Linked DNA regions of Mus musculus: regions 2, 3, 4, 5, 6 and 7 are each linked to region 1. A link is a contact called in public HiCAR-type, HiChIP or PLAC-seq and promoter capture Hi-C data. All regions are on one chromosome and are shown on one strand. Each heading gives the region's core, a stretch centred on a gene start, on an enhancer-like site or on the middle of the called end of the contact. The rest is flanking DNA. Distances are from core to core; before and after follow the strand shown.

Region 1 (3,647 bases), core at 800-3,299:
GAGAGCGCGCTCTCCTCGCAGGACCGCAGCTGCGACTCTTAGGCGAGAGTCTGTGTCCTCATCGCCCATCTCATCTGTGGGAGGTTCAGCCTAACCGCCCTGGCTCTCTACCTAGGCAGTCGAATCATTTCTGCCGAGAGCGCACTTCTCCAAAGGGCTCGAGATTTCCCCAGCAGTTCACTGATCTAAACCTTTTAGGTGAAGTTTTAGTTAAAATACACCCATTTGGTTAAAATTAGGCTCCTGTGACCAGTCTCTACCCCGCCTTCCCTAAGGATTTAAGAAGGGGGGAAAGGCTTTTCTTATTGATTGGAAGCAAATTTTTCTTTCTGTTAAAAGGGGGGAAAAGGTCTGGTCTGGTTGTCAATGCTGCGGGTCACTAGCCCCCCGTGCGCGGTGTTGGAGGGCAGGTCCTGTGCAGCCAGCAGCTAGGACACACTCACCCAGCGCGCTTTCTGACGCTCATCTTTCCGCGTCCTGAGCTGGGAAGCAAAAAGCGACGTGGGAGCCGGGTCGGATCTCCGGATCCAGCGAATTCGACATCTATTCACTTTTGGGGTCGGGGTCGGGGTCTGAGGAAAGTCCCACATTTCCTGCCCTTCTGGCCCAGGGCAGGGAGTCTCTGTCGGCGCCCAACAGCCCTGTCTGAAAGCCCAGTGTTCTGCCTTCCTCCTCCCGTCTGCGTTCCGGAGAAGTTTCTCATCCGGTAGCCCTGAACCTTCGTCACCTGGCGTTTTCAGTTTAGAATACTGATCTTCCCAGCTCAGGACCTTTCCTGAGAGGAGTAGCCCACAAGCACACCTGGAAGGCTTGCATATGGAATTTCAGAAAAGGTGAGCAGAGAGGGTTAGTGGTTGAGTCCAAAGATGGGGTCGGAGGGCCTGTGCATAGTTCCAGAGGAGTCTGCCCTGGCTTTCAGGCCGCACACAGCCTGCGTTCAGGCCTGGCTTGGCCGGATCAGTTAGCTGGACCTGCACGGGTCCGAGACGCCATCCAAGCCTTCCCTCCCGCAAAGAACAAACCGGTTCAGGGCGCCGTTGCGCACCGTGGCCACTTGGGGTCGCACTTTATGCCTGTTTGAATCTCCTTGCAGCCGTCAGAAGCTTGGATCAGCTTAATCCTTACAAAACGTTCAGACAAAAACAGGGCCGGGTTCCCCAGCATCCCAGAGCCACTGAGTGCACAGACCGGTGTTGGTCTCGGCTCTGAGCCTCGGAGTTGTAAGGTTTCCACACGACTGGCAAGTGAAAGGTATTCAGAGCCTTTGGGCCAACTCTGTTTGTTTGTTTATCTTCTTTGGGAGCGTTTGGGGGTGTGTGTGGGGGGGTGGCGAATGCACGGAGCTGCGAGACCACTGGAGCTCTGTCTTCTGAGCTCAATCACTGAACCGGCTAAGAGAGGAACAGCGTCTCTTGGCCCGAGGAACCTTCCTAGAGGTTAAGAGTTAGATCTGAACAGAACTCTTGGAGCCCCAACCCCGCCCTCCCCCACCGCATACATTAGCGCAGACAGAGCTACCGAAACACAGGCACGCACCACACACATTCACTCGGCCCGCGGCGCCGAGGACACACGGAGCGTCGCCCACTGGGCGGGGGCCGCTTGGGAACAAAGGGCCAGGGAAGCGACATCCCGGGCGCTTATTCTGAGCCTACTTGGGGGTGACACGGGCCGAGGGTGGGAGTGTAAAGAGTATGTAGGGAGGCGTGAGTGCAGACAGCGGGGTGGGAACGGCGGCTTGGTCCAGAAGTGGGGCGCGCACTGAAGGCAAGCGTGCGGGAACCTCGACTCAGAGGGTGTTGGGGGTTGGGACCAGGCGGTCCGTCCCACTCGGCTCCAGCCCTCCTCCAGGCCTCAACGGCTTCGGGGCTCCTCCGGTCTCCAGTCAGCTGACGCGGGGGGGCGGGGGAGCTGTCAGGCACGCCCCGCCCAGCGTCGCTGGGCCGCGGGGGCCGTGCAGCCATTGGCCAACACGCCGGGCCGCTTGGGCCCCCGCGCTCCAGTGACATCAGGAAGCGATAAAAGGCGGCGGCGGCGCCAGCTCCTGCACAGCTGCACCGCCGGGCTGCGAGCGGCTGCAAGCAAGAAAGCCCTAGAGCCAAAGAGTCGGAGAGCGAGCGGCGGGCGCTTGCCCCGCGCCTCCCCTCTGCCCCTGCGCGCACCTCGCCGGCTTCTCTACCCTGCCCCGGCTCGACCTGACTCGTTCCCGGCGCGCTCGCAGCCCCAAGCTCCGGGGCAGCTCAGGCAGCCTCGGGAGGACTCTCCGGCGCGCCGCCGCGTCCCCAGACAAAGGCTTGGCCGGCGGCCCCGGCCCGCTGCGCCCTCGGCTCCCCGCCTCCCCGGCTTGCCGCTCTTCGCCCCCGCGTTTGGCTCGGCGCGTCCCGGCCGGCCGCAAAGTTTTCCCCGCGGCAGCGGCGGCTGAGCCTCGCTTTTAGCGATGGCCGCGGAGCTGAGCATGGGGCAAGAGCTGCCCACCAGCCCGCTGGCCATGGAGTACGTCAACGACTTCGACCTTCTCAAGTTCGACGTGAAGAAGGAGCCCCTGGGGCGCGCGGAGCGTCCGGGCCGGCCATGCACACGCCTGCAGCCTGCTGGCTCGGTGTCGTCCACCCCGCTCAGCACTCCGTGCAGCTCCGTGCCTTCTTCTCCCAGCTTCAGTCCGACTGAACCGAAGACCCATCTCGAGGACCTGTACTGGATGGCGAGCAACTACCAGCAGATGAACCCCGAGGCACTCAACCTGACGCCCGAGGACGCGGTGGAGGCGCTCATCGGTTCGCACCCAGTGCCCCAGCCGCTGCAGAGCTTCGACGGCTTCCGTAGTGCGCACCACCATCACCACCACCACCACCCTCATCCGCACCACGGGTACCCAGGAGCAGGTGTGACTCACGATGACCTGGGCCAGCACGCTCACCCGCACCATCACCATCATCACCAAGCGTCGCCCCCGCCGTCCAGCGCTGCCAGTCCCGCGCAACAGCTACCCACTAGCCACCCGGGGCCGGGACCGCACGCAACAGCCGCGGCGACGGCTGCGGGCGGCAACGGTAGTGTGGAGGACCGCTTCTCTGATGACCAGCTGGTGTCCATGTCGGTGCGTGAGCTGAACCGCCACCTGCGGGGCTTCACCAAGGACGAGGTGATCCGCCTGAAGCAGAAGCGGCGGACCCTGAAGAACCGGGGCTACGCCCAGTCGTGCAGGTATAAACGCGTCCAGCAGAAACATCACCTGGAGAACGAGAAGACGCAGCTCATTCAGCAGGTGGAGCAGCTTAAGCAGGAGGTGTCCCGGCTGGCCCGCGAGAGAGACGCCTACAAGGTCAAGTGCGAGAAACTCGCCAACTCCGGCTTCAGGGAGGCGGGCTCCACCAGCGACAGCCCCTCCTCTCCTGAGTTCTTTCTGTGAGTCCTGGCGGGTCCGGCCCCCGCCCTTGCCCTGGCCCAGACTCCCTATTCTGCGCCCCTAGCCCTGGACTCCCTGTCCCTGCCATGGCCCCGGCCTTGACCTGTTTGACTTGAGCTAGAGGGAGGAAGGACGCGCGGGTCGCGGGAGTCAGGCGGGAGCACGGGCGGGCAGAGAACCTTGGCTAAGAAGAGGGCAGCTCAGGGCGGCGCAGCCTCTTAGACTTGGGCAGAGTTAGAGA
Region 2 (3,647 bases), core at 809-3,308, 1.8 Mb after region 1:
AGAAACTCAGCAGTTGCCTTCCACTCCAAAGAAACCTATGTTTTCTGTTTTAACGATTCAACACTCCAGAGATGCTAGGGAGCCAAGACACAGAGCCCCAGGGTGCCCAGAAACAAGGCCTCTTTCCTCCCAGAAGTTGGAACCCACCAACCCCTGCCAGCCTCCGGGGTCGTTTTGTGAATTCCAAATCCTTCAGCGGAGGAGTGCCATGTTCCTGATGGAAACGGGACTGGGATAGGGGTTGGGATTAGAGGTTATAGGTGGCAGCCTAGGGATTAGAGGTTACAGGTTTGAAGGCCTAGGACCCTTCTCAGGCTCTGGAGCAGCTTGGCCTGCTGTGGAGGAGGCTCTCAGGTTTCTGCGGTGCAGCCGGGATTTCCAGCAAGAGGAGCTAGTCTTCGCAGCTTCGTACTGCGGAGTCCCTCTACCATAGACGTTCCTATGTACCTGTATCTGTATGTGTCCAACAGAGCTGCACCAGCCAAGTGGGTGCTGTCTGCTTGAGTGTGTGTGTGCGTGTGCGTGCGTGTGCGTGCATGTGTGTGTGCTCACGAGTTAAGATTAAGCTAATGCAGAGGCACTTGCTGTGTAAAGGTATTGCTGCTATTGCAGTGTCTTGTGGTATGGTCAAGTGCATTTAGGGTAACCCTGCGAACTATAAATAGATGCACGTCATATGCCTGTTTGTTAGTGAGGAAGGGGACCGTGTCTAGCCCTGTCCGCGTGCACGACTTCTGTATGTGTCACGAGGAGGAGACTCCCTAGCTCAGCTTTCTCCCTGTCCTCCGAAAATGCAGCTGGGACTCCATTCTGGAGCTCAAGGCTAACTCTCCAGATCTTGATTTTCTTTCTTCTTCATTCTTCCCCCACCCCGACTCCCGCCCTTCCCCATGTCTCCAGCTTTTGTAGGGTCTTTGGATTTGTGACCCGCCCCCGCCCCCACCCCAAACCTCAGCCAGGCTGTCCTGTAGCAGGAACAGCAAGAGTGGATCTGAGGAGAACACCGCCTGGGGGCGTAGATCCCTATGGCTAGGAAGGTCAGAGAAGGGGAGATAAATTATCCAGTCCTGGGAGAAGGCGGCATTGAAACCTAGACCTCTGCGGGGTTCGTGTGGGGGCAGAGCCTGGCAAGGACAGCTCAGGTGGGGGGTGATGGCAAGCAGATTTGGGGATCCCGCACTCACCTGAATGGCATTTGTCACGTTCCAGCCCGCTTCCCACGCCGTGATCTTGGGTTTGTCGTGACCCCCGAACTCCCCACCAGCTCCCACGGCCTGGTCCTTGGAGCCAGAGGGTGGCAGAGGAGCGCCGCCGCGCTGATAATGAATGTCTCCCTCGACGGGAGCTTCTGCGCCCTCGTCTCCGCAGGGCTCGCCTTCCGATTTCAGGATGTCCATCTGCAGGCCCTGGCGATGCTCAAAGTCGAGATCGTCGCAGTGCGCGAAGCCCACCGCTTCCTCATCGGTGGCCGCCTGAAACCCCATCCTGGCAAACATGCCGCTCACCTTGGCCTGGGACTTGTTGGACACGGAGGTGGCCACATTGGTCAGCTTGCTGCGGAGCAGGGTGGCCATGGCGGCGGCGGGGCGGGAGAAAAGGACAGAAGGGTCTGGGGACGCGGCGGGCGCGCGTCAAGGCAGCGAGGACTGCTATCTCCGCTGGGTCTCCGCGCGGCGCCCCAGGGCGCTCTGGCTCATGACCCTCGCGCCTGACGTTCGAGGCTGGCCCCGGTCACGACAGTCTGGCTCTTGGTGGGACCGGCCCGAGAGGCGACGAGTGCACTGCAGAGCTGGTGCGGGTGCCGGCTGGGCTGCGGAGGGCGGCGGCGACGGCAGCGTCAGAACAGCTACGCGAGGCTGGCGCGGCGCCCCCACGCGGGCGCAGCCCAATGCGCTCGCACCCCTCGGAGTCAGGCGGTGCGTGGGCGGAGGGCGGCGAGGGGGAGATGCTGTCCAGACCAGGGGGCGTGAGGTGGGGGGTCGGGACCAGGAAAAGGGGGCACCAAAGGTTTCGGAAGCGCGACCGAGGCTGGAGAGGTGCACCCCTGGGAGGTCGGTGGGAAGGAGCGCGCGAAAGGGTGGGGGCCCCCCAAGTGCTGCATTTCTGGAGGAGGTGCTAAGCAGACGTCCTGGCCCGTCCCACCTTGCTGCTGCCACAAGGAGGGAGGAGTTCAGTGTGGGCTGGTTCTCGAAGGTCCCCACCCTCGGAACTATCTTCCAGAGTCCCGGAGCTGTGCGGGGGCCCCGGATCCTCTGGCTAACCGTCCGGATAACCAACAGGACAGACAGGTGAGAGTCTCTAGAGCTAGGCCGGCCGATCGGTCGTCTGTTTGTGTCTCTGCCATCTATCACTTGTTCTGCAAGTCCATCCTGATGACAGAAGTGACTGTCTTGGATTACTTTTGAAGAAAGTCAGCCCTGGGTTGGACCATCTGAGCTGTTTCTGTCGTCCAGGGATGCCGTGGTAGGAGCTGGTGCCTCACCATCAACTGCGCGCAGTGGAAGGGAAAGGCTAGCCTTTGGGCGCTCTCTCTGTCTCTGTCTGTCTCTGTCTGTCTCTGTCTCTGTGTCTCTGTCTCTGTCTCTGTCTCTGTCTCTCTCTCTCTCTCTCTCTCTCTCTCTCTCTCTCTCTCTCTCTCTCTCTCTCTCGGAGGGATTCTGAGGACGCCCCCTCGCCCCCTCGGTAAGCAAATGCTTATCTGAGAAGGTCAGGATAGACGAAAGGCAAGGCGAGCTGACAGCCTTGCGGACCGGAGCTCAGAAACATGGGTACGCTCGGCCAGGCTAGGATCACCGCCCCCGGACTGAGAGAGCTTGGATGTTTCTGTTGAGTGTCATGCGAGTGCGCGCGGGCACGAAGACGAAAGAGATCCAGAGACAAAGACATCGCATTAGATACAGCTGTGGGTTGGCGCTGTGTGAACTCTGAGCGGCAGCTTTGGTAACCGTGCGTATTCCGTGTGTGGTTTGCTGCGCAGCCGAGTTTCATTGCCGAGCTGGCGCTTCTGAAAGGAGTTGCCTTGCGTTCGTGCTGGCGTGAGCCCCTTTGTAGTCTTCATGAGGCATGGGTCAGCTACGGCTGCTTTCTGTGGGTCCCTGTCTACGTCCCCAGCTGGGTTCTCTTTCAAACTCCTAAGCAGCAAACCACGAGATGGGACCCAGCCTAGATGAAGGAGAAGCATTGTTGTCACTGAGCCTAAGAAAGCTGACAGAAATGACAAGGACTCCCGCTCCTTTTCTCCCGTCTGGAGACTCTCTCTCACTGGGAACCCCAGTCTCTACCTCCCCTGCGGTATTTTTTAGATTAGCTCAGGTCAGTGCACAAGTAGGGCGGCCTGAGGGCTTTGACCAGCAAGTAGGAGCTGCCAGGACAAGACGGGCTACCCCTAGTCACCCCCCTTCACCTCAAGCACTCTCACAGTCTCTGGAAGAGGCCTCTATCCCAGGTTGGGGACCTTCGTACAACAGACAGAGTGGTCTTCGTCACTCCGCCACCATCCCTTCCTTCACATGCCCACTGCAAAACCCCCACCTCCTGCTAAACCATGACCAAAATCCTTCTCCCCAGCAGGTCGAAATCTGGCCACCCTCAGGCACTTGACAGAAGCAAAGAGAGTAAATGCAGGCACCTCATCTTCCCAAAAGGCT
Region 3 (3,647 bases), core at 650-3,149, 1.7 Mb after region 1:
GCAGAGAAGATGGGATTTGGGTGACAGGTGGGAGAGAAGGTGGTGAGAACGTGAGTGGGAAAGGCCTTGCAAACAGGCAGCACGCTGGAAGGAGTCACTGGTCCCTACCGCCTCCTACAAGCTGGCTCTTTGTGACATAACTGAGTGAGGGAGGAAAAGTGGAACCCCACATCCCAGCCCCTGCAGAACCACCCACCAGGGTTCCACTTCTGCACCTGGCTAGGGGACACGCCCCGCTCAAACCCTCACTAAAGGCGGGTTTGCCTAGCAGGGTCATCCATGATGCTCCGATGCACCAAGAGCTTCGCGGGAGGCCTCCCTGTTACCCTACAGCGACCATTCACCCCACTTCTTAGAGATCTGTGGTGATGGGGAACCGAGTGCAGGGCCCGCGGGCAGACAGCAAGTCTTCAGCTGAGCTGTGCGGAGCTCAGCCTGGAAGGAAAGCTCCCTCCCCACGGAGGCCGTTTCTACTCCGGTACCTTACTGGCTGCAGGAAATGGCAGGATAAGGCGCACAGAGAAGTCCCCCCACCCCACCCCCCGAGGGCCTGGAGCGACCGCCAGCCCCTTCCCCAGATAGCCTGGAGGGAAACGGCGCCTGGCACTATCGGGCTCCGGGTCCTCTACAGAGGGCGATTCACAGGCCGCACCTGGTGCTCCCGGGAACCAGGAGCTGGTGGGCGCCTCTGACAGCAAGAACAGGAGCCCTTTATGAGCAGTGTAATCACATGGGCGCACAAGCACCGGCTTTCCGTTCTGTGCAGCCTCATCTCTGCCCCCCCCCCCTTCTGATTCCAGGAGAGCAAAGGCTTCCAGGCCTGGCCAGTAGTGGTGGCGCTCCAGTGGGTTGCAGAGAGGGCCGTAGTCACAGCTCACCTAGACCCGATTATCCGCCCGGGGCTGGAAGCTGCATCAGCAACATCTTCCGTAAAGCTGGAGGCAGGGCTGGGAGGGGAGCGCAGAGGAAGAGAGTCTGCATCCGCTACGGAGGCGGGTAGGAGAGCCTCCGGCTCCTCGCTCCCACTCGGGGCGATCAGGGTGCTCTGCGTGACCTTGTGGGAGACCCCTCAGTTGACCTCTGGGGTAGGGCTGCGCCGTTTCTGCCTGTCTTGGGCGCTCGGGGGCGCTGCTCCCTGCGGGAACGGATGCGCGGGACTCGCGAGGAGTGGAGCGCTCTGGGCGCCGGGACCCGCAGCTCGCGCCCAAGGCGGCGGGCGAAGAGGCCGAGAGCATCCCTTCTGGGGAATCACCCCGCCGGGGGCTACCGGGACCGACCGACACTCTCTAGGGGTGGAGATCCCGCACTAGGTCAGGTTTGCCCTTAGGGACGCCTGCCCCCGGGACTTTTCCCACCCCCGGAGCAGCGCTCTCAGCGCGCTGCCTGCCCAGACCAAGCGCCGCCACGCGAGGGGGCGGCGCCCCCATGCCGGGCTCGTAGACCGCTTGCCCAGGGCGTCTGGTGTTCTGTGGTTTCATCACCCAGCCTTGTAACCCTGGCAGACAGTAGCCCAGACAGACCACGGACCTCACATCGCCCCCCAGAATCCAGCCATCGCAGCCCTGCCAATTCACTCTCTACACCAGCCTCCCCATCCGATAGCGAGATGTGGGAGACTGCACCTTTCCAGCACACTCCACCGCCACCGCCCCCCTCCCCAATTATCTTAAGCCACCCTCCCTTGGCTGAGCCACCCCTCTCCACCAGCCAGACTGGAAGGGCCCGAGACACCTGCCCGCCGGATCCGCAGAGTGCAGAGAGGAATGCGGCGCCGCTCAACTCACCCGCTCTCTCGAGCCCTACCCCGGGCGGCTCCGGCCCCGGCTCGATCCGCAGGTCCCAGAGCCGCAGCTGGTGGTGCGGCGACAGAGCCAGCTCGGCTGGGTAGCGAGCCACCGTGCCGCCTCTTGACTCCTCCCTTAAGGCGGAGCCTCAGCTCCCGGGGGAAAGGGGTGGGCCCGCGCATCCCCAAGGGGCTTGTCACCGAGCAACAAGAAGGTCTAGATCTTAGCGCCCTCCAAATGAAGACCCCTTTTCTGAGCTGCAGGAATTTGGAAGCAGCTGAGACACAGTCAGGCTTCAGGATAGTTCTCCTTGACTGTGTCCCACCTCTAACCTCCAGTACAGACAGGGGGGGAAGCCAGGGTGGTATTTTATTCCCATTTGACAGATAGACCCAGTGAGGCCCAGAAAGGGATAATATCCTACCTGTAGTAGCAGAGAATGGGGTCAGTTCAGTGCCCGAAAGTCAATCTCCCACGTTGAGCTTGATTCTGAAGGCTCCACAAACATCAGGAACTTGGCCAGGCCTTATCTAGAGGACGGGGCTATATAGATAGGTCTTTTACCTGAGAAAAGGCAATAGACCATGGCCTGTGACGTGGAGTCCAGTCACTCTTTCGCTCTGGAAAGAGGGGAGGTGAAGAGAAGGAGGAAGGAAGTGGTCATGCCTAGGTTGATGACTCTCACCAGCTGAGGTGCCCGGAAGATCTAGGCCCAGCTGCTTCCTTGAGGTTTCCTGCTAAGAACAAGACCCAAACGCCCTGGGTTTCTGTCATGTAACCTAGGCGGCTGCTGGGCAGAAGATCCTGCAGTGTGTGCCTTCCCTCGAAGGCAATGGGTTTAACTCTGTTTAATCTAATTTTGAAAGTTGCTCCTTTAAATTGCTCCTCCCCCCAGGGAGAGGGGAGAAAGTGGACAAAGAGAAAAGCCCTATCCCAAACATTCTCTGGAATCCGCATTCCCTGAAAGCTGACTTTAGAACAATGGGGTTCTCTTCTCCACAAAGGGCTTTGTTCCTGCACTTTCCCAGCCTCCAGATTAGAGCCAGAGGCACCCAGGGCTAAGCAGCTGGGGAGGCAGACAAGATTCACAGTTTAGGTCTCAGGGATCCTCCCGTAATCCTGTTTGAAACACTCAGGGATAGAACCATAGAACCGGTAAAGCCGGGAGCAACACCAAGTGTACTGATTTCCTTTTTATTTTCTTTTAAGACAGGGTCTCACTCAGCAGCCCTGACTGGCTCAGAACTCACTATGTGGATCATGCTGGATTTAAAAGCAAGAGATCCGGTGACCTCTACCTCCTCAGTGCTGGGATTAAAGACATGTTGGGATTAAAGGCAGGGTCACTACACCCTGCCTGATTTCCTACTTGCTGAATACACTCAGTTACTTTTCTTGGAGGAGCAAAACCCTGTGGGTTGAGTAAGGAAATATAGCTCAGTGGATAGAGTGCTTGCCTAGCAGGCACAAAACTCTGGGCTCAGCCCCCAGTACCCTGTGTGTACACCAGTACCCTGCATGTGTGCCAGTACCAGGTGTGGTAACAAACACATGTAAATCCAGCTCTCAGGCATACTTATGGATTTGAGGCCAGCCTGTCTGTGCCACATGAGACCTTGTCTTAAAACAACAAAACCCACCTCTGGTTGGGTCCTTCGAAGACTTCCCCAAGTCTGAAGTCCCCTTTCATGTGCCCGAGGCTCCCCGCTCAGTTCATTAATAATCCAGTTGTGAATGACGCTGTTTCTGGAGCAATTAGAGACAGCAGAGCAGGTGGAGAAGGCTTAGAGTGAAGTTTAAAATAACCCAGAGGGGCCATTGTTCTCTGCAGAAGGTTTCCATCAAGAGCTGTGGGCGGAGTGG
Region 4 (3,647 bases), core at 821-3,320, 1.7 Mb after region 1:
TTACTGTATTGCCCTCTTTGCTCTGGGCGAAGAATTTAAGGACAGTCGACCAGCCCCCTAGAGAAAGCTAGGGACAGCATCTCCCAAGAGCAGTAAAAGGGGCCAGGGCATATTTTCTGTGACTTTGCCCCTCCCACCTTACCCCTTGGGTTCCCTTGCAGCAGGGCCCCAGGACAGTTCCCTCCTGACTGCTAGTTTTCAGGTGACCTAGTTTCCCCCAATAGACCCACACACCTCCTCCGCCCCCATTCGAGAAAACCCTGCTCACGCTAATTAAAGAATTGCCTGGTGCAGGCCAACAGCAGCCAGGCAGCCGCACTCCCTGCGGCCTCCCAGCCCCCCACCCCCACCCCCTGAAGGACTCTGGCCTGGGTGCTGGGAGATCCCAGGAATTCAGGACTCCATTGAGCTTGGAGGTGGCTTCAAGAGACTCTTGCATCCCAGTCCATACTTGGACAGTGGAAACAGAGCAAGGTTATCTATCTGGCCCTGGGAGAACAACAATCTCAGTATTTTAAGGAGGCCAGGCTTCGAGGTAAATCAGTGGAATGGCAATATTTTAAGCTTGGTGCATGGTGAAAGTATCAATGAACCATCACACAGGCCTGTGAGACCTCAGCTCATAAAGGGACTGGGCTGGGGGTATGATATGGGGGTCTGCGCAGGCAATGAGGTCATCAGGAAGTGTGTGCAAGTGTGAGAAAACTGAGTCCAGGGGAAGTAGGGTGGGGTACTGACTTTCCCCAACATCTGGGCCACATACCAAAATAGCTCAATTGTGACCAACAGGAAGTTTAAGGCCAAGGCATTGGGCCCTGGGAGAAGCGGGAACAGGCCACCAAGGTGTCGTCACCTTACCCCCCATCCCCCAGGCTGGCAGAGTCTTAACTTGGTTCTTCTCTATGCACACACTCATCCTTGCTGCCTTGAGGAGAAGGGACCAGGGTGCGCATCTGGGCACCGTGAGATTGGCCCTTAAGGGGAAGAGTGCTCAGTGGAAGCGGAGCCATGGGATAGCAGGAGGCACAACAGATGAAAGGCTGTTGGTGGGGTTGCTCCTGCTACTGAGCGTACTCCTGAGAAGAGCACAGTAATGGGAGGTCTTAGAACTCCTTCATTATCCTGAGCCCTGATTGGTCAGAGGTCTTGGTAAGGGCCTGAGCCCAGACAGGGATTGGTTCTAGGGCAGGCCTAGGCCTTAAGTTGGCCCAACCAGAAGCTTTCTCTTCCCTCTGTCTGAGGAGCCAGGAGACTGAAGCCAAGGTGCTCTGAAGGCAGTCTCTACATGCAGCCAGTGCTTGGTGGTAAAGGAGATGAATAAGGGGTCCTTTGAACAATGAGACGCTGGACTCCAGCTAGCCAAACCAACACACCTCATATATTATATAACCCAGTTCCTTATTACCCAGAATATCTTAAAGTGCGGCAAGGATGCTTTTAAAGATGCAGGTCTAGGGACCCCAGGAAGGGTTGTGGCCTCTTGCAGAAGACTATTATCAATATGCGGACTTTCCCCTACAAAGGCCATTACAGACTCAACAGGTCTAAGTGGAAGGCCAGCCTTGAGGAAGGGAAGAAGGTCAAGGCTGGGTTCCAACAGCATTCATGTGTGTTGACTTGGGAGAAAGGACACACACATGCACACGCACACAGGCGCGCACACACACACACACACACACACACACACACCACACACACACACACACAGGAGGGAGCAGCTGATTGACACATCTTTGGAATCAAGCCTACCAGTTTGAGAAAAACAACACGAGGGAAGGTGAATTCGAATTGAAGAGACTGTCGAACATGAGTCAGAGAGAGAGCGTTTCAAAGTTCACACTGTTAAAATGTTCGGCTTTTTCTCCCAGTTCCTCGGCTATTCTTCTCGGCGGTCTTGGCAGGCGCTGCGGGAGGAAGGGCCACGAGTGCTTTTCTCCTCGTGTTTCCTGTGCCACTGAGCATGAGGGGAAAAAGAAAACAAAACAAACAGCCCGGGTGGGCAGCGGCGGCGGGGCGGGCGGTGCCTCCTCCCTTCCAGCTCTCACTCAGGGCTTGCTTCTTCACTAAAGGGATGCACACCCCCGCCCTCCCACAGTACAGCTGCATAACATCACCCTCGAGAGCTCGAGATGCTCCACGCATGAGCAAGGAGACTTGCTCCAGATATCCGAATTAGCAATCTCCTCTGTCCCTCCGGCCCCACCGTCAGGGGACTCGGTGCACTGACTGTCCTACTCCTGCAAGAATGACCCCTTTAGACTCTGGGCACAGTCACCATACCCAGGCCTCCTGGTTCTAAACCTGATGGAGGACCAGGGTCCCCAAGGAACTGCTCCTCAACTCTACTTCTCCCAGACATGTCACTTCATTCAGATCTCTTAATGGTGACCCTGAAGCTCATTTACAGGGTTTCACATTTATAAAGAAGAGAGGCAGAATTCATAATTCATCGGAATAAAGAGTGACCAGATAACCCATGGCCCGGGCTCTCTCTGGAGATGAATCATGGTCAGCTCTGGGGCACCAATGACATTTCCTTGGACTAGTTGAGGACACTGGTTGCTTCAGCCTCAGGTAGAATCAGACTTGTGGGCAGGTAATATAGGGATGCTGTCAGCCAGGCCTGAGGGAAAAAAACTTCTAATGCAAAATCAGAGGCCAGCCCTAGAACAATGTTGGGGTCCCTCTCCCCTATACTCAATAACCACCCATCAGGCTGCAAAGAGACAAGGGCCAGCGGTGTGGTAGACAGTTTCCCAGGAGCCCCAATCCTGACTGGGCTGGGAAAGCATCCAACAGAATAAGGATTTTGCTGAGCATGTCTGGAGCCCGCATCTGACAACACAACCTGTCAGGTCCATTCCAAGCAGATGATGGGTTGATGTTTGGGGTTGGCGCTTCATGTAAAGGTGAGATGGCCTCCTTAGGCTTCCAAGAGATGGATTTCAAAGGGGTCGATGGTTCAGTGGACACAGGAAGCCCATGAACACATCAGTCATCCACACTGAGCCTCCTGTTAGACACGTGAACCCAGAGAAGCCAGACTACTTGTAGGTAAGAATGCCAGTGTGGGGAGGGGCCCAGGGGACACACACAAAGGACAGGGACATGCAGATATAATATCTGTAAACGTCCCATGTGGTCCCATCAATCACAGTCACCGGTTTCCCAAAGAAGCTTATATAACAGCTAGGTAGAGGGAAATGGGAGTCATATTACGAACACAGTTCCTCCAAGATTGGGGGTGTGGAACCCCCACCCCCATCCCCTGTGCAGAAACAGAAAAAAAAAAAAAAAAAAAAAACTTCCTCCAAAGCCAGAGGATCATTTTCAAAGCAGGCCACCTGCGGCCACAGAATACCCTCCTAGATCATAGGTCATTAAACAAGGGACAGCTGTTGGGAGTGTGAAGAACTCGTCCCCTCTGCACCCCTCCCTGCCATCTGACATTCTTGACCAAGCTTTCCTCCCTTGTACTAACTCTTAGGTTGCTGGAGTCCATTTGGGGCAGTATAAGGAGAGAGAGATTATCAATGGGAAGTGATCAACAATGACTACTATGGCCAAAGAAGAGAGCAGGGACTATGAACACATCAACTGCAATTCTGGTCTACAGCATGCTTGCCTAAACTTGGATTTCAGGGTCT
Region 5 (3,647 bases), core at 357-2,856, 1.6 Mb after region 1:
CCAGGTCTTTCCTTCTCAAGGTGTCCCCAAGGAGTGCTCAAATTCTCCTCCCAGAGGGAAGCTTTGGGCATGCACCCTTAGCCCACAATTTTGCCTCTTCCAAACGCTTTATAATTTTGTACTGAACTCACAAGTGAAACATTTCCAGCATCAAACGGACCCTCAGCCCACCCAAAGCTCACAGGATTAACATGAATCCAGCCATAGCCATACTATTCCCTGAACAGCTTGGTCACCTACACTCTTATCCTCAAAGTCCTGCCTGTCAGGTACAGAACCAGCATCAGAACTTTGGCTTTGGCACTAGGAAGGCAGAGGCAGGAGGATTGCCTGAAATTGAAGCCTGTAAGTTCCAGGTAAGCCTGGGTTACAGTGACCTTGTCTTGCAGAGAGGAAAACAAAAAACAAAAGACAAAAACAGAACGCAAACTTGCTCCTAGACTTGGTGATGTCAACCTGATCCGCACCCTAACATATAGCGGTGCCAGGCCTACTAAGTCTTGACATGGTCTGAGGCTTTGCCCGTCATGTTCCAGGCAGTCAAAAGGTCTGGGAATGGAGCAGTGTTCACCAGCATGCAAACTTGTAGCCACACCCTCCCAAGTGGAGCCCTTTCTCCCTGATCTATGGCAGGCCAGACTCTATACTCCACCCCAGGCCAATCGGGCAGTCTGACACTAGCTAAGATAAAAACCCATTGTAACCAGTGGCTTATCTAAAGCACAAATATTTGCATTTTGGATCAATGCTACTTGGAACAGTCCCAGGCACTGTGGGTTAAAAATATCTCCCACCAGACTCACTCACAGAAGTGAAAGAGATAAACCGACTGCTCGAATTTATCTGTCTACAACATTAAGAAGCGTGGAAAAGTGGTAATTACAGATCTCCCCATGGTCTCCGGGTATCATCTTTTGGGTAAAACTAAGCTTTTACTTAGCTCCTGAAAGTGAGACCTAATGTCAGCTGACGTCCCTGGAATTCTGCAATCCACTTTGGTTTGAACTAACAGTCGCTCTGTTCCAGGGGTACCAATAACAGAAGTTGGAACTACGACATGACTCAATTTTCAGAAGGCCGATGCTCCTCCCCTACCCGCTGCCAGGGGGCCGCTCACCTCTCGGGCGGAGCGCAACTGCTGGCGCAGCGCATCCTTGCAGCCATACGGGCCTCCGGCGCCCGCGCCGCGGGGCTGGAAATGAGCCTCGACACGCGTGGCACCGCGGTAGGCACCCTGGTAGAAGGAAGGCCAGCCGAGCTCCAACGCCGGCGGTTCCAGGTCCGACTGCTCCGGAAAGTAGGTGCCCGACGAGCATTCGTGAGAGGAGCCGAACGAGTCCTCCGCTACCGCCGCCCCATCCTCGCCCGGCCGCTCGGCAGCGCCCAGAACCTCGCGCACCTCGTCGGCGTTGAGGAAGCGGCCCAGCCGCTCACGCCGTAAGAAGGCGGCCCAGGCGTCGGGACCACCGGCCAGCAGCTGCTCGAGAGCCAGACGCCGCGCCTCGCTGAACAGCTCCGTGGGGTTGGGCGGTCCGCACGGAGACAGGCAGGCCGCGGGAAGGTCGTCCAACAGCTCGAAGCGAGCAGCCATGGCAGTGCCCAGAACCGATCCACTTGTCTACGGTGGTAGTCTGAGTTTTTATAGGCATCTTTGAATCAAACCAGCCCGCTCTATTGGCTCGCCGCCCCGCCCCAGCAATCCCATTGGCTGGATGTCTCCCATGCGTACCAAAGGCTCTGCCCCCTCATTGCTATTGGTTGCTCCTGAGACAGAACCCGCCCACCCTCTGCTCTCACTGCCTGATGGCTGAGCGGAATTTAAATCTGACTTTACCCCGCCCTAGCGGCTCCAGAACCCTGCCAACCCGGGACATAGCCCCGCACTGTCCGAGCACGCCCCCTGCCGAGTGCCCTATAACATGGTGCTTCAAGGACTCGGACTAGGGGTAGGACTTGCTCCTGGACATGCTTATTTTGGTGTGATCAGCCTCATTGCCACTCCACCCTGCATCTAATCATTAACTTATCAATACAGAGAGCAAGTGAGAAGGAGAGAAGGACAGAGGGACGGAGGGAGGGGGAGGGAGAAGGAAGGGAAAAGATGGGGAGGAAGAGAGACAAAGAGACAGAGATAGAGCCTGGAGTGGTGGTTCATCAGTTAAGAGCACTTCCAGAGGATCTGGGTTTAGCACTGTCTCCCCTGGCAACCTCTAACCACCTATAATGCTTCCAGGGAATCTGATGATGCCCTTTCTGGTATCCACGGACACTGTATGCATACGTAGCACACAAACATACACATTAAATAAAAATAAATAAATGTCTTTTTTTCTCAGTGGTGCAGAGCTGGGGGTGGTGGCACACTCCCAGCACATGGGAGGTTAGGGTAGGAGAATCTGGAGTTCGAAGCCATCTTATTCTGTGTCAATCCTAAGAGAGGTCACAGAAGACCTTGCAAACATACACATATATATCTATATACATATACACATACATATATGCTCATACATATACATCTATATACTAATCCACTGTGGTATCTACTTCTTCGCTTAAAGGTCTCTCTCACTCTCTCTCTCTCTCCCTTTCTCATATCTTGTAGCGAAGGATGACCTTGGCTTTCTAACCCCCTGCCTCTACCTCTGTAAACTTAAAACAAACCAGTACTGCTGTGAGGATCTCCTCCCTCTCTTCATCCTTCCCTGGTTCCAGCCTTCTCAGGGAAGTTATTCAAGCCCAAAGGCAAGAGCTTCCTGTGTCCCCACTCTGGCATCCAGGATGCAGAAGACTACCTTCCTCTATCAAATCGAACCAGCTCTTGCATGTAATAAGGACAGGGGCCAGGCCTGAGGCTGTACAGTCACACAGTGTCTTTGCCTCTGTTTCCTGGGTTAAAAGCAAGGATAATCAGAGATCATAATCTATGATCCCATTGAATGACGTAGAGCATTGCTCTCCACTATAAGCTAAAGGAAAAAGCCCAGAGAGGAACATGGGAAGGCCCAGGACAAGTCAGTGGAACAGAGGAAGGGAGCACCCTGGTAACATAAATAACATAAACCAATCAAACTGTAATAAAACTGCTGCTGTAGGATATCACGTGACTTCGAAGAAAATATTTGACAGGATAAAGCCCAACACTGACCACCTATCTTTCCTTAAATTCATAAGTTTTCACCACTATCTCCCAATCTAGAAACCTCTTTAGTTCCACCTATGAATCCCCAAAGCTCCCCTGACTTGGGGACCTCCTCGGGGAGCCTTCTGGGTGCAGCCATGTCTGGGAGCCTCCCTGGCACGATCTCTTGTGGAACTCAAACCAGTCCCATGCAGACGAGGGCACAGCAGTAACCACAGTCAGACCAGCAGGTGTTATTAAAAGGAATTTAATAATCTTAATTAAAAATCCATAGCAATGAATTCCGTCACAGGCCTTGGCAGCTGGAAGTAACTCCAGAGGCACAGGCCCCTTGGTGACATGGTCAGACCCCATCTTGGAGGCATGGAGCTGCTTCAGAACGATATCAAAGATCCATGAGAATATTTTTTTAAAAAAGTTTTAAATATATTAGACTCTTTTGATTGCCATTTTTTACACAAAGCTGCTGATACAGTATACAGAGTTTTAACTTTTTTTTCACATAAAA
Region 6 (3,647 bases), core at 574-3,073, 1.6 Mb after region 1:
CACTTTCCCTCCCTCTCCTATACCTTAATACAATTATAATAGCTGTGTACCTAGCACCACGGGTGTTTTGTGCATTGTCTCATTTAATCCTCACAGCAATCCTATTATGACAAATGACCGATAAGGAAGCAGAGACTTGGAGCACTTGTGTGGCTCTGCAAGTCACCCAGGCAGGGAAGGCACTGCAGTCCAGTACTTGAGGCCATCTTCCTTACAGCACCCCTCTGCCTTGCTTAGCATTCTTCTCATGGACACGTAACTTGGAGAGCACACCTTGAGAGCTGAGCCCAGGCATGTACGTGTTCACGACCTGACTGACGACAGAAGTGTACTCTCGATACAGTAATGGACTAAACAATGGGACAGACTTGTAGAACAGTTCAGAACAGTTCCAGGTTCTTTAACCAAAATGGTACCCGGGTCTGAGTTTTGGCAATTTATCCAAGCCTCTATTAGACTTAACTCTTTGGTCTGCTGGTTAACTCTTGAATAAGTTGGTAACTCATTACTTACTGGGGTGGACAATCAGCTGATGCCTGAAAATGCTGAGTCATGAAAGTGACAAACGAGAGAGTCAGGGTATGTCTTTGTGACCCTGGCTGTCCTGGAATATACACCAGACTGGCCTCAAATTCAAGAGATCCTCCTGCCTCTGCCTCCCAAGTGTTGGGATTACAGCCATGGACTACCATATCCAGTTCAGATTTAAAAAAAAAAAAATAATTATGTGTCACCTTCATGAGTTTATTTCTCTAACACTTAGGCACATGGTCAGATTTCCAGGGAGCATCTAAAACACTCTTTAAAAGCTGTCCCTTGTTGCCTTTTCTGTCTCAAACTATCATCATCACAATATAATGTATACACCCAGATCTTCTGGAGTGCAGGTAGAGGAGAAAAAAAGAAAATGTGTAAAAAAGTAAGGGCAGAGGCTGGTACCAGTTAAGAAACAGTGTTTTGGTTTAGCTTGGTTTGGTTTAGTTTATAAGAAAAGCGTGAACAAAAGGCGCATCCTACACAGATCATGGTCTGGTATTTCAACAAGAACCCGACCTGAGAAAATGCAAAAACAAAAGATGGTGACTTGTTAGCCTACAAAACAGGAAAAGTGACAGCCACTAGGAAGGAGGGCGTTCACTTTGTGGTAAACATTCAGAGTGGGCAAGACCTACCCTAAAACACTGGAATACATTTTCTCTTTTATGAGCCATTAAGTCGGACTACGTACTCCCCCTACTCCACGCCCACGGGACAGGTGTTCGTATTCCGCCCACTTCCCAGGTGAGGGGAGCGATGTTCTGAGGGATGGGGGCAGAGTTCAAGGTTCTCCATCTACTGATGCAAGGCAGAGAGGCAGCCTTGAACCTGGGCGCTCTGACTCCATAACCCAAGCTTCTAAGCCACTGAGCTGCACTGCCTCTCGAGCCCCAATGCTGCCCCAGGACTTCAGCAAGATACACACGGGCGCTTCAGGACTCTACATCTCAAGAGGTGCCGAGGAGGCTAAGAAACTCCAACAAGGTCACCCAGAGTTTCCGCCCAGCTTAGGGAGGCCTTTGACTTCCTCCGGACCACCGTGGGCTGCAGCATCCTTGCGCGCGGAGGAGTGGTGCCCAGCCCTCCCCCGGTCAGGCCCACGGGTGGGTCCCCAGGCCGAAAGTCATGTCCGGGCATCTACCCAGGCTCCCTGCCCTGCCTTACCCGGTTTCCAGAATTTCACTGGTCCCAAGGGCGCAGCCATGCTGGGGTGAAAGGTCACGAAGAAGACTCCGCCCCTCTAGACCCGCGCGAGTCCCTCCGGGCTCAAGGGGCGTGGCCCGCCAGCAGCCTCCGCGGGGGCTGCGGGGGGCGGGTAGAGCGAAAAGAAGCCACGCCTTCCGGCAACACCCCCCCCCCCCACTATGGATCACGTGATCGCAGCTCGCTTTGGCTTGCCTTTGAGGGCCTCTCCTTGGCCCACGTGATGCCGCGCGGCCATATTGTCTCTCGGATTGGCTGCTCTACCCTGCTTGGACACTCTGGGTTGCCACTAACTTCTAGGAATGCGCTGCTGTGTTCCCAGGCTGTCACTCACCAGCGTTAAGAGTGTGAGCAGAGGCTGGGTTTCCCCGGTGAACTGAGAGATGCTCGTGTTTACATGCTATCGCAGCTGCGTCTCTTTTAGTCTCCTATTTTCATACTGAGAGATAATAGCGGTAACGACCTCCTGCGTCTGATGATTCAGTTAATGCTGCTGTGTTCCCTGGAACTGTAGCTTCTTGTTTCCCAGGCGAGGGTGGGGCTGGGTAAACTGTAAATGAATAAACGCTGGATAAACAGAATGATGCTTATTATCAGCAAGTAAAGCCGAAATGATACAGGCAACTTGTGGTCTTCAGAGAAATGTCGCAAAGTGGGAACGCAGGAGCACATTGGGCCGGAAGATGAGACTAGAAATCAGATCAGTGAGGCCAGTGCATTCACCCAGTGTTCCCTCCAAGGCAACCGTTTATAAATCAAATGCTCTTTTTCTACCTCCCCATCCCCCACCCCCACCTCCCGCACATCAAGTCATTGCAGGACTAGGTGCATCCTCTCCCACTAAGACAAGACAAGTCAGCCCAGTTAGGGGAATGGGCTCTGCAGGCAGGCAACAGACTCGGGGATAGCCCCTGCTCCAGTTGTTGGGGGACTCTGCATCAGATACAGCCCATGCTCGCTCTTTGGTTGGTAGTTCAGTCCCTGAGAGCCCCCAAGGGTCCAGGTTAGTTGACTCTGGTGGTCTTCCTTTGGAGGCCCTGTCCTCTTCTGGGCCCTCAGTCCTTCCCCCAACTCTTCCACACACTCCTCCCCCACTCCCACCCCCATCCTCAAGCTCCATTTAATATTTGGCTGTGGGTCTCTGCATCTGTTTCCATCCTCTACTGGATGGAACAGTTGTGCTGGGCTCAAGGAAGCCACAAATTAAGAGGCTTTAAAATCTATACATTTTTAGAGCTCCAAAAGAAAATGCTTCATTCTTTGAGGGAAATGGCAAATTACGGAAAGCGTTGGAAACAAGTAACCCTGATTCAGAATCCTTAGCTTGCCCATCACCTGGCTGACATTTAAGCTCAGTTGTAAACTGAGCTTTAAAGAAGTGTTAAAGGAGATGAGGGGCAGAGGACCTAACACAGTGCAAGACACTGCAGGCACTAGGTCGGAATCGGCTCTCATTAGCTCAACTGCCAGGGCAAATATACCACACGAGCAAAATCTGAGTTTATGTCACGTTCGTTTCTAGATTTGATTTGTTTCCTTAATAATTAAATGAAGTTCAGCACATGCTAATCCTTCTGTGGAGAATGCTTCACCCCTGCTTTAGATCCTTGAAGGAGCAGCTCCAAGACCTCTCTCCTTCCACTATCAAACATTCCCCCTGTAGAGTAGGACTTGCAAGCCGATTTTACCCTAAGACTTGTGCAATTGAACTAAAGTTAATCTGCCTCTCTTTTTATGCTGGGAATTCCTTTTTTAAAATAATTTTATGTATATGATTTTGCCTACATGTAGGTGTATTTTTTTATATTTTCATTAAAGTCCTTCATATAGAAAATAACATTTATACATGAAAAACGCCTTTGTAGCCAGGCGGTAGTGGTGCACGCCTCTAATCCCAGCACTTGGGA
Region 7 (3,647 bases), core at 409-2,908, 1.5 Mb after region 1:
TGGCTTGTCTTTTTCAAGGAGAAAGGACAGGAGCTACAGAGGAAGAATTCTGGCTCGCCTGGATGCCAGTTTGCCCCACACCCTGGATAGGACCAAGCGGCATACGGTGTTTCAGCTATGTGAGGAAGAAAGATGGCATGCCTGACCAGTGTCCTTCCACCATACCCACATGAGCCCCTCAACCAGAAGCAGGACTTACAGACATGAAGTGGAACCTGAGGACATTGTCTATCCCTAGGGCTTTTAGCTGCAGGATGACGGGGGCCAAATTGCTGCGCTGCATCTCAGGGACGGTGGACTGAGGTAGCTGGTCAAAGGCTTCCTCTAAGGATAGGAAATCAGAAACAGATCAAACGTGACACTCAAATGCACCTGTACATCGGCAGAGTCCACCTTCTCTACCGTGAACAAGAGCTCTGGGATTCTGGGACCACATGTACAACATTATGATACAAAGTTATTTTTACGTTTAGGAAGGACGTTCTACTTCAAAAGCATAGAGAGTTGAACAGTACCCCTTTACAAAAGCACTCTCCTTTACTTCCAAACCTTGCTTTTCAAATGCTTTTGTCAGCAAAACGAAAGTAGCAAGCATTTGGGTAATTACTCTCAGGCCCAGTTGCTGTTCACTCTGCATAAGGCAGAGCGCTTCAAGGAAGCAAGAACAGCAAAATAAGCAAAGAAAAATGTAAAAATAAATCACCAGAGCTGCCCTAGACTCTGAAGAAGGATCTCATCACAGAGAGCAGAATTCATACAAACCTAGTTTTTAAACCAAGGAGCCAAATGCAGTCACACCCAGGATCCTGTACTTGCTTGTCCCACAGGAACAAAAGGTGACCTCAAACCGGAGAAGCACCCCGAGGCACAGAGATGGGGGAGGAGGGGAAGGATAGAGAGTCAGGGGAGGACTTTCTGAAAACCAGATCAAAGGGTGGGGAGAAAGGAAGGCTTTTCTGAAATCACTTTCCCTGTGTATTCAGAAAGCCTATGGATTACACGCCAAACCCTCCCATGTAAGTCAACGCTGTACTGACCGCTGTACAGATACACACCCTCCTTACACACAAGCATCACGAAGTCTCCATTTAGACCAGAAGGCTGCAGTTAACTAGAGAGGAAAATGAATTACAGCCAAGTCTCCTGGAGAAACACTACTATCTGTAAGAACTTTAGAAAGGTTTTCCTGAGAAAAGAGACAACCAATATTCTGGACTGTGTAACATAAATTGCCAAATGCATGGGTCTAGCGGGAAGGTTCTAGATGGCAAGCAAGGAAAGAAGTTCTTTAGCTTTAAGAACATTGTGGTTACTGTTCTGTTACCAAGACAACCACATTCCCCAGGCACACCACTGACCAAGGCAGAAACAAGTCATTAGCTGAGAGGCTGGTCCCACTGAGAAGATGCTGAGAGAAGCAGGTGTTGATTCTCAGAGACAAAAAGATGTGATGACACAGGAAAGCTGCAAAGGCCCCAGAGCCAGGGGCACAGAGGTCAAGAGGGGCAGAGGCCTCACGCAATGGCCCTGGAGACTTCAGAGGTAGGAGGGACCTGGATCAAGACCAAAAAACAGGCCCAAGAGGGACATATGCCCCTGCCGTGGACCATGGGAGGCTCAGGAAAGAGATGAGCAGAAACTGAGAAAAGCTACACAGGAGCTGCCAAGAGTATCAGGAGGATCTTTGTGGTTATAGTACTGTTACCAGGACAACTACACTCCCCAGGCACACCACTGGCCAAGGCAGAAACAAGTCACTAGCTGAAAGGCCGGCCTCTCTGAGAAGATACAAAGACAGACAAGCCCAAGGCATCAGAGGTATGCATGGCAAAGCGGGAAGCAGATCACGTGTCTAAGAACGGAGTAGCTGAGAACCAGGCAGAGTAGGAGTGAGAGCAGAGGAGCTAAGGAGAAGCCTTGGAAAGTTCTGGAACACCAAATTATCTGAGTAAAGAAGAGCTGCAGGCTCTGAAGATCTGCTGGCAATCTGAAGGGTGGGCACTAACCGTTGCTTACTGTCCCTGGTCTTTCCCAACCACGCCCTTGCTAAAGCAGCTACGACTAAAGGCTCAGTGACCTTCCACCCAGATCCACTTGCCCAGCTTCAGTCCGTATCTTATCACATGGCTTCTTTGACACCAAATGCCGGTGTCCATTTCCACTTTAAAAAAATCATTTGAGTTAGAGCTGGAAGATGGCTCAGCGGTTAAAAGCAAATGCAGAGGTGCCAGGTTCAGCTCGCAGCCCCCATGTGCCAGCTAAGACTCACCTGCAATTCCTATTCCAGTAACACTCCTCTGACCACCTCAGCACCAGGCACACATGTACTGCACAGACAGACATGCAGGCACAACACACAAAATAAAATTACCTAAAACTAAAAATATTGCTGAGAATGGTGGTGCCTGTCTTTACGTCCCAGACCTTGAGAGGCAACGGTAGGGAGATCTCGGAGGCTGAGGCCAGCCTAGGCTCCACAGAGAAATCCTGCCTCAAAAATAAATAATTCCTTAGCCACACAATTACTATACCTACAACTCTGCAATTCCTCAAAGAAATAAAGGTTCCCCTTCATGTCCCAAGTCTACCCACACACTTACATCCAGCCCCACTAATCCCTAGGAAACCGCGTAAAAGAGGAATGGAAAGACAGCGTAAGTGGGTGCTGGACACAGGAGGGCATTAATGACTTGGAACTCCATCTGCACACTAAGAAGGCAGGAAGGTAAGCTCTGTGGGCATGGGCAGTGGGGGTGGTGGATGTCTCAGAACCACTCCCAGTGAAAGAGACAGACAGACAGACAGACAGCAGCTCTGGAACATCATGGTACCTGTGCCTAGCAGTGCCAGCAGGCTGAGAGGAAAGCTCATTAAAGGCCAGGACTGTCTACCAGAATTTCACTCTGTGCCCTCAGAAGTTAGCACGGCTTGTGATACAGAACTGAGCCAACTATTTGCCATCCATGAATGATTCTCAGGAGAACTCTGCAAAGGCAAGCGGGGATCTGATGGGCCGTGCCTCTGGGTTCAGGAGCTGTAAGAACACAGCCCATTAAGCAGAAAGACAACACTTGATGCACAAGTCTATGCTCAGGGGTCTGACACAAGGCCCAACATTAGGTTAGAATGGAGGTGGTAGGCAGGAGGTGGTTCACTGAGCCAGCTGGGGAATCCTAGCAAAGGAAGGAAGGAAGTGGTGGGGTCCCTGGGAGAGCTGGATTTGACAGTGAGTTCTGCCAGGAGGGACAAATGTCTGCCCTGGGATCCAAAGCCCAGGCTACTCTAAGAAAATCCAAAGTTGTTAAGAAACACCATACATACCTGTGTAAAGGCGATAACACTTTCCCGAGCGGTTGCGCCCACCACGTCCTGCCCGCTGATTGGCTGACGCCTGAGACACTGGTACCACCACCAAGCATTCAATAGCTGTCCTGGGGTTGTAGGCTCGCAGCTTCATAAAGCCACAGTCAATCACATACACAATGCCACTGATTGTGATGGAAGTCTCTGCCACATTGGTGGCCACGATCACCTGCCGAAAAGAGAAAGAGAATTAGTTGGTTCTTTCCATTTTAAGTAAGTTTAAAAATCCTAAAGACATACTACTATTTCAAACATCCTGCTACCAGGCAGGAGCGTAAGACCAG

Evidence for each region. Promoter capture Hi-C pulls out the DNA fragments that hold promoters and counts their contacts. HiCAR-type assays count read pairs that join an accessible place to other places. HiChIP or PLAC-seq counts read pairs in DNA pulled down with a chosen protein or histone mark.
Region 2: a contact with region 1 is called in a promoter capture Hi-C map of embryonic stem cells, with 12 times the contacts expected there. The contact joins the promoter of Slc32a1 here to the promoter of Mafb in region 1. A contact is called at or near these places in 10 of 39 promoter capture datasets (cranial neural crest, embryonic stem cells, frontonasal cranial neural crest and 3 more), 1 of 15 datasets of contacts at CTCF or cohesin (stem cell-derived epiblast-like cells), 10 of 484 Hi-C or Micro-C datasets (LSK cells, cortical neurons, embryonic stem cells and 2 more) and 11 of 115 datasets of contacts at active chromatin or transcription factors (astrocytes, embryonic forebrain, embryonic hindbrain and 2 more).
Region 3: a contact with region 1 is called in a promoter capture Hi-C map of embryonic stem cells, with 7 times the contacts expected there. The contact joins the promoter of Ppp1r16b here to the promoter of Mafb in region 1. A contact is called at or near these places in 3 of 39 promoter capture datasets (all in embryonic stem cells), 2 of 484 Hi-C or Micro-C datasets (both in embryonic stem cells), 6 of 115 datasets of contacts at active chromatin or transcription factors (astrocytes, double positive thymocytes, embryonic stem cells and 1 more) and 1 of 9 other capture datasets (embryonic stem cells).
Region 4: an H3K4me3 HiChIP or PLAC-seq map of stem cell-derived neural progenitor cells shows a contact between it and region 1, with 7 times the contacts expected there. The contact joins the enhancer-like site here to the promoter of Mafb in region 1. A contact is called at or near these places in 4 of 39 promoter capture datasets (embryonic stem cells, hippocampal neurons and stem cell-derived epiblast-like cells) and 4 of 115 datasets of contacts at active chromatin or transcription factors (astrocytes, embryonic forebrain, embryonic stem cells and 1 more).
Region 5: a contact with region 1 is called in a HiCAR-type map of astrocytes, with 4 times the contacts expected there. The contact joins the promoter of Fam83d here to the promoter of Mafb in region 1. A contact is called at or near these places in 9 of 39 promoter capture datasets (the 3T3-L1 cell line, the SN4741 cell line, cranial neural crest and 5 more), 9 of 115 datasets of contacts at active chromatin or transcription factors (SST interneurons, astrocytes, embryonic forebrain and 5 more) and 1 of 9 other capture datasets (adipose tissue).
Region 6: a contact with region 1 is called in a promoter capture Hi-C map of embryonic stem cells, with 5 times the contacts expected there. The contact joins the promoter of Dhx35 here to the promoter of Mafb in region 1. A contact is called at or near these places in 2 of 39 promoter capture datasets (embryonic stem cells and hippocampal neurons), 1 of 484 Hi-C or Micro-C datasets (uterus), 8 of 115 datasets of contacts at active chromatin or transcription factors (SST interneurons, astrocytes, embryonic forebrain and 4 more) and 2 of 9 other capture datasets (adipose tissue and embryonic stem cells).
Region 7: a contact with region 1 is called in a promoter capture Hi-C map of embryonic stem cells, with 6 times the contacts expected there. The contact joins the enhancer-like site here to the promoter of Mafb in region 1. A contact is called at or near these places in 3 of 39 promoter capture datasets (embryonic stem cells and hippocampal neurons) and 3 of 115 datasets of contacts at active chromatin or transcription factors (astrocytes and embryonic stem cells).

The regions. Positions count from the first base shown.
Region 1 is chr2:160,365,467-160,369,113 of GRCm38.p6, reverse strand. Mafb (v-maf musculoaponeurotic fibrosarcoma oncogene family, protein B (avian)) reads left to right here and starts at 2,049. Exons shown (of 1, transcript NM_010658.3): 1 at 2,049-3,647. The coding sequence starts at 2,438. The coding sequence ends at 3,409.
Region 2 is chr2:158,609,169-158,612,815 of GRCm38.p6, reverse strand. Slc32a1 (solute carrier family 32 (GABA vesicular transporter), member 1) reads right to left here and starts at 2,058. Exons shown (of 2, transcript NM_009508.2): 1 at 1,185-2,058. The coding sequence starts at 1,574. It overlaps Gm14204 (predicted gene 14204), which reads left to right and starts at 2,093. Exons shown (of 3, transcript NR_040359.1): 1 at 2,093-2,288.
Region 3 is chr2:158,665,387-158,669,033 of GRCm38.p6, reverse strand. Ppp1r16b (protein phosphatase 1, regulatory subunit 16B) reads right to left here and starts at 1,899. Exons shown (of 11, transcript NM_001159662.1): 1 at 1,785-1,899.
Region 4 is chr2:158,686,379-158,690,025 of GRCm38.p6, reverse strand. All of the region lies in intron 1 of Ppp1r16b (protein phosphatase 1, regulatory subunit 16B), which reads right to left. Among named protein-coding and RNA genes, the nearest start is that of Ppp1r16b, 21 kb to the right of the region's middle. Within about 2 kb of position 2,070, at least 58 of the 459 cell types and tissues checked have an H3K27ac peak or open chromatin away from gene starts, as enhancers often do. A contact at or near this core is called in hippocampal neurons and stem cell-derived neural progenitor cells, where this site is marked.
Region 5 is chr2:158,766,058-158,769,704 of GRCm38.p6, reverse strand. It overlaps Fam83d (family with sequence similarity 83, member D), which reads right to left and starts at 1,606. Exons shown (of 4, transcript NM_027975.2): 1 at 1,118-1,606. The coding sequence starts at 1,591. Ppp1r16b (protein phosphatase 1, regulatory subunit 16B) reads right to left here. Exons shown (of 11, transcript NM_001159662.1): 11 at 3,371-3,647.
Region 6 is chr2:158,792,983-158,796,629 of GRCm38.p6, reverse strand. It overlaps Dhx35 (DEAH (Asp-Glu-Ala-His) box polypeptide 35), which reads right to left and starts at 1,823. Exons shown (of 22, transcript NM_001372513.1): 1 at 1,702-1,823. The coding sequence starts at 1,741.
Region 7 is chr2:158,831,547-158,835,193 of GRCm38.p6, reverse strand. It overlaps Dhx35 (DEAH (Asp-Glu-Ala-His) box polypeptide 35), which reads right to left. Exons shown (of 22, transcript NM_001372513.1): 12 at 3,322-3,532; 13 at 200-324. Among named protein-coding and RNA genes, the nearest start is that of Dhx35, 39 kb to the right of the region's middle. Within about 2 kb of position 1,658, at least 48 of the 459 cell types and tissues checked have an H3K27ac peak or open chromatin away from gene starts, as enhancers often do. A contact at or near this core is called in astrocytes and embryonic stem cells, where this site is marked.